Linked DNA regions of Mus musculus: region 2 is linked to region 1. A link is a contact called in public Hi-C data. All regions are on one chromosome and are shown on one strand. The core of a region is the stretch at or near the end of the contact, and the rest is flanking DNA. Distances in the headings are between cores, read along the strand shown.

What was found. Hi-C and Micro-C count contacts between places; a contact is called where the count stands out from the background.
Region 2: a Hi-C map of Th1 cells shows a contact between it and region 1, with 4 times the contacts expected there. The contact joins the enhancer-like site here to the promoter of Rasl2-9 in region 1. A contact is called at or near these places in 2 of 39 promoter capture datasets (hematopoietic stem and progenitor cells and neutrophils), 14 of 484 Hi-C or Micro-C datasets (B cells, CD4 T cells, CD8 T cells and 10 more), 3 of 115 datasets of contacts at active chromatin or transcription factors (bone marrow-derived dendritic cells and microglia) and 2 of 9 other capture datasets (adipose tissue and liver).

Annotation. Positions count from the first base shown.
Region 1 is chr7:5,124,179-5,127,298 of GRCm38.p6, forward strand. Rasl2-9 (RAS-like, family 2, locus 9) reads right to left here and starts at 1,772. Exons shown (of 1, transcript NM_009028.2): 1 at 764-1,772. The coding sequence starts at 1,751. The coding sequence ends at 1,101.
Region 2 is chr7:4,941,991-4,945,091 of GRCm38.p6, forward strand. It overlaps Ssc5d (scavenger receptor cysteine rich family, 5 domains), which reads left to right. Exons shown (of 14, transcript NM_173008.3): 13 at 724-882; 14 at 1,561-2,838. The coding sequence ends at 2,774. Among named protein-coding and RNA genes, the nearest start is that of Ssc5d, 18 kb to the left of the region's middle. Within about 2 kb of position 1,456, at least 64 of the 459 cell types and tissues checked have an H3K27ac peak or open chromatin away from gene starts, as enhancers often do. A contact at or near this core is called in B cells, CD8 T cells, Th1 cells and 1 more, where this site is marked.

The sequences.
Region 1 (3,120 bases), core at 522-3,021:
ATACTTTGACTATTTTTTGAAAAATAACTTGTATCCCCTTGATTTCCTTCAGTTGTCTTATTGCTCTAGGTAAAACTTCAAGTATAATAGTCAATAGATATGTAAAGAGTGGACAGCTTGTCTTCCTCCTTATTTTGGTAGAACTGCTTTGAATTTATCTCCCTTTAATTTGATGTTTGCTATCAGATTGCTTTTTTTTTGGGTTTTCAAGACAGGGTTTCTCTGTATAGCCCTGGCTGTCCTGGAACTCACTTTTGTAGACCAGGCAGGCCTTGAGCTCAGAAATTCTCTGGGGGCTGGCGAGATGGCTCAGTGGTTAAGAGCGCGACTGCTCTTCCAAAGGTCCCGAGTTCAAATCCCAGCAACCACAAGGTGGTCACAATCATCTGATGCCCTCTTCTGGAGTATCTGAGGACAGCTACAGTGTACTTACATATAATAAATAAATAAATCTTAAAAAAAAAAGAAATTCGCCTGCCTTTGCCTTTCAAATGCTGGGATTAAAGGCATTTAATTAAAGGCACCACCACTCCCGGCTTATCAGATTGCTTTATATTGCCTTTGCTATGTTTGGTATGTCTTTTGTATCCCTAGGCTCTCAAGGAGTTTTATGATAAAGAGGTGTTGGATTTTGTCAAAGGCCCTTTGTGCATCTAAAGATATGATCATGTTTTTTTTCCCCTTTTAATTTGTTTATGTGATAGATTACATTTGCTGATTTTATTTTTCTCTTTTTTAGAAGATATTTAGAAGATATTTCAAATATGAAATACAACTTTATTCTGATTCTAAATGAAAGAGTGGGAATGACAGTTACAAACAAGATTTCACCACTGACTATTGTGATGCTACGGTAGCAGTCTTATCTTTGAAATCCAGAACAACTCTGTTCCAGGGGGCTAAATACGCAAGTCCAAAAAAATGAAGGTGTATTTTAACTGCCACATTCACTCCGAAGCCCATTCATCTCCTTCAGCATCCCAATGAATTGCACGATCTCCTTTAGCTAAATAAGGTGGCACACACACTGCACCGCTGGCTGGCATCACAGGACAGTTGCCTAAAATAGACTTCTGACGCAGGGCTCCAGCTTCACTTTCTCACAGGTCATCTTCCTCATCTGGGAGAGCAGTCGTCTGAGCAACCTCTAAATCATGCTCGTACTGTGCTGCCAAAGCTGGGTCCATGACTACCTCAGGTGGGGCAAGAGCAGGCATGGCAACGAACTCCAAGTTAGGATCTCCAATGAGCTTTCTGGCAAGCCAGAAGAAAGGCTTTTCAAAGTTGTAGTTACTTCTGGCAGAAATGTCATAGTACTGAAGATTCTTCTTTCGGTGGAAGAGAATAGGTTTTGCCTTCACTTTCATGTCTTTAACATCCACTTTGTTGCCACACAATACAATGGGGATGTTTTCACACACACGCACTAGATCTTTATGCCAGCTAGGCACATTCTTGTAAGTAACTCTTGATGTTACGTCAAACATTATAATGGCACACTGGGCTTGGATGTAGTAGCCATCGCGCAGCCCCCCGAACTTCTCCTGACCGGCTGTGTCCCACACATTGAACTTGATAGGTCCTCTGTTGGTATGGAAGACTAATGTGTGCACCTCCACGCCCAGGGTGGCTACATACTCCTTCTCAAACTCTCCGGTCAAGTGGCGCTTCATGAATGTCGTCTTTCCGGTGCCGCCGTCGCCCACCAGGACGACCTTGAACTGGACCTGCGGCTCTCCCTGGGCGGCCATCGCGGCGATCCTGCCGGAGAGAGCGGCTGCTGCACGTGCGCCCTCTAAAGGCAGCGGCCGGGAAGAGCGCGCGGGAAGGCAGACTCTGTACCAGACTGTGGGGGAAGGGAAGCTGGGCACCGCCCGCCGCTGCGGTGCCCACCCGAAGGACAACCAACCCTCGTGTTGCGCTCTGCCGGGTCCTTCCAGCTACCTTCCAGGACTGATTTTCACTTACTGAACCATCTCTGCATTTCTTGGATGAAGCCTACTGAATTGTACCGAATCAAGGATTCATGACAGGGACACAGAGGAAGGCAGCTTGGCTCAGTGAACTGCCTGCCATCCTGAACAGATCTGTTAGATCTGAACTTTTCTGACAAAACTCCTTTTGCCTAAGCAACGGGCTGCACAATTTGTTTTTAGAGACAAAGGAAAAAAAAAAGGCGATCTTATGTCAAATATAAAAGAAATATAGAGCCGGGTGTGGTGGCGCACACTTTTAATTCTAGCACTCAGGAGGCAGAGGCAGGCGGATTTCTGAGTTCGAAGCCAGCCTGGTCTACAAAGTGAGTTCCAGGACAGCCAGGGCTATACAGAGAACCCTGTTTCGAAAAACCAAAAAAAAAAAAAAAAAAAAAAAGTATATATATATATATATATATATATATATATATATATATATATATGTGTGTGAAGGAATGGAAGAATTAAATGAGAGTCAGAGATTGAACTCTTGTAGAAAGCCAAGCTTGATATCATAGGTAGTAGGAAATTTTTTTTTTTTTTCAGTTACTGAAGCACTTTAATTTCTTTACACAATGACGTGTTGCTGGGGCCTAATGTTCTCACTGAACAGTAGAAAACCAAAATTTGTCATTTCTTAAAGAATTGAGTACAACAAAACCTTACATAAATTAAAGAATGAATACATTTACAGGTGTCGATGCAAACGTTCCCAACTCAAGGCAACTAACAACCGATGGTGGTCAGGAGGGAAGAAACCAGAACGGAAACTGGGTCCTAAGGCTCGGACTTTCCCACCCTGTTAGACTGGCAAGAAGGAGTGGTAACTGGTTCAGGAGCCCTTGCCAGCCTCGGGAAATCCTGGAAGTCTGCTGTTGGTTAATACCCTGCACAGATCACTCCGTGGTGCTCACAGAGATCCACCAGGCTGGGCCTTTCTCTTCCACTGCGTGTTCTCCCCAGCCCCAAGTGACCGAGCCACATGAACTAAGGACTGAATCAAGATATGCACAGGGTGTTAAACATATACCAAGGGAGCAGTTAACTTGAATACAAGGTCAAAAATCAGCAAGTTCTATGATCCAGTGCTGATATCAGATACACGCTTCAAGGACAAATTTCTTTTCAAAGGCTTATTCCAGTT
Region 2 (3,101 bases), core at 206-2,705, 180 kb before region 1:
GGTCAGACTTCATGGGTCTGACTGATCTAAGATCAGGCAGGGCTGATCCCTAGGGGAGAAGCTGCCCTCTTGACTTTTCCAGCTCCAGCCCCTTCCTTCGTCAAAGCCCGGAGTGTGTTGCCTTTCTCTGGGCTTAATCGTGTCTTTAGTCTTTCCCCTGAGATTCACCCTGGAAAGGTTTGTGTATTCTAAGTATTTATGAGACTCAGGAACGTTTTTTCTTTTTGTTAATTATTTATTGTCACCCATTTATTTATCTATTTATTTTAACTGTATTATGTTTGTGCATGTGTGTATGTGTGTGCTATGGCTTAAAAAAGGCTGCTTGGGACAGCATGATAGTTCAGTAGATAGGATACTTGGTGACAAACCTGACAAGTATTGTTGGAGCACACATGGTGGAAGGCACACATGCACTAATAAATACATGTCATTTTAAAATGTAAAGGGAGATTGGAATTCCAGGCCAGCATCAGCTACATGAGTTCAAGTTCAGTGTGAGCTACCTGAGACTGTGTCAAAAACAATATTGCTTTGAACGGAATCAATGCACGCATTTGCTTTATGGGATAACCTCTTCAGGTTCTGCGTTTACTAGCCAAGAGCATCCTGACCGGTGACAAGGTGACATAGGCTGAGGGGCTGAATGACGGGTGAGCTGTGGTAATGAGCAGCAGGAAAAAGTGGAAGGAGGACTCAACTCTCTTCCTCACACATCTGCAGATGACCAGGGAGGTTATGAGTCTTCCTGGACGTGGGATACACCTTCAGGAAGGGGTCTGTTCAAGGGGACCCCCACCACAACCAAGCCTGGATCCACAGTTACCACTAGCACCAGCAAGAGTCCCGGCCACCCCTTTCCAGCTCCAAGGGCCCGTGCAGGTGAGGCATGGGCAAAGAGGCCTGGGGAGTATGTGTCCTGGGGTACAGAGATGGGCTCCAAGCTCCTAGGGGTAACTACTTCTTACTTCAAAGATCAAGCAGAGAGACAGCCTCGAACTCACACACTTCCTCCTGCCTCTGACTCTAAAAGGCTGGGGTTGAAAGCATGGGCCACCACGCCTGACTAACTCACTTCTTTTCATTCAGTTTAGAACCCCAGCCCAAGCGATAGATATGGTTGTTTCTCCCTCCTCAATAAAATCTCTCTGTAAACTCCCATATAGACATGTTCAGACCTGTGTCCCCTGGGTGATTCCAAATCTTGTCAAGTTGACAGTGAACGTTAATTATCACATAGAGTCTCACTGTGGGTGTTTCCTAGGAGTCTTCTCGTATCCCAAAGCGTGTTCATCTTTCTGGTCCCCTGGGCTCTTTCTCCACTCTGTACTTGTAGGCATCTGTGTTCCCCGCATAGGCCACCAGGTGGCGGCAGGGACCTCGCAAGAGTTGAGGAGGAGGGGCACTAGGGCCTGGTGAAATCTGCCGGTGACCCATGATGTCACGAAGATCTTTGCCTTCCCATTGGTCTTCTCCTCAAGGGACTTTGCGGAATACGTAGATAGGGCAATAGGGCAGACTGACCTCTGACCGATCTGCCCCTCTTTTCTCCAACTCCAGGTTCACCAAGGAAGCCAACACCTGAGCGCCGGCCGCTGCCCACCTCAGCCACCACCTCATCTCCTGCTTCCTCCTCTTCACCAGAGCCTTCTGGCTCACGGCAGACCTCTGGCTCCTGGCCACAACTCATCCCAGACTCAAAGCAGGAGGGGACCTCTAGCTCCCCCAAACCATCTCTACTCACCCCAGGACTTCCCTCCCCAGCAACCTTTGCCTTGTCCACTCCTAATACCAGTTTGCTTCCAACACGTTCCCCAGAGCTTTCAGGCAGCCCAACACCCACCTCCCCTGAAGGGCTAACCTCTGCCTCCTCTATGCTATCAGAAGTGAGCAGGCTTTCTCCTACCTCAGAGCTGACTCCAGGACCTGATACAACACCAGCACCTGAAATAATCCCAGAAAGTTCTGACTCCTCAGACCTCCCCATGAACACCAGGACCCCCACACAGCCGTTTACAGCCTCTCACCCCACCAGCATCCCTCAACTCAACACAACTTCTTACCCCACCATTGCCCCTCAACCTACCACAAACCCTCAGCAACCCAGGAGCCCTCACCCCGCCACAAGTCCTCAACCTCCCACCAATACTCACCCTTCCTCAACCCCTGCCACCCCTACAGAGTCCCTTCCATCCTCCCGAAAGACAGAACTTTCCTCTCCCACTAAGCCTAGACTAAACTCAGAGTTGACCTTTGAGGAAGCCCCATCCACAGACGCATCCCAGACGCAGAACCTAGAGCTCTTTCTAGCCTCGGAGTCCGGCCCCTCCAGTCCCTCTCCAGCCTCAAACTTGGACCCACTACCCACAGATGCCTTCAAACCACCCAGAAGCCAGACCTTACACTCAGCTTCAGACCACCTCACTCAAGGGCCAACCCCTAATCACAACCCAGATCCTTTTGGGCCATGTGTGTCCCCATTACCACCAGTAAGGGTCATGGCTTGTGAGCCACCTGCCTTGGTGGAGCTGGTAGGTGCTGTGAGGGAGGTGGGTGACCAGCTGCAGAGACTGACCTGGGTCCTGGAGCAGGACCGGCAGGAGCGCCAAGTCCTGGCACTGGGCCTAGCCCAGTTGGTAGAGGCTGCTCAGGGGTTGGGGCAGCTGAGTGAGACTGTAAAGAGGCTAGCAGAGGTGGCCTGGCCCCCCAGCACTCCTGTGCCCATGACCACCACCACAGAGGAGGAGGAGAGGCCTCTGAGGGGAGATGTGTGACCCACTCTGAAATTCACGGTGCTTAAGATACTCTTAAACAAAAGCCAACGTATGTACAATCGAAGTGTGGGTGTTGTTACTGGGGAGCAGGGGCTCTGGAGGGACAGAATTACAATGCTGATCCTAACTTGTCAATGCCATCTGTGATGGCGTTGGAGATCATGGTGAGGTGATGGCAGTTGATGGTCATGTGCTCACGGTATTGATGATGATGGCAGGGTGACAGTGGTGTTGATAGGGATCATGGTTAGTGACAGGATGGCGCTTATGGTGAAGGTCATGGTGATGGTCACAATGCTGTGATGGTGGTTGGTGGTCATGGTGGTT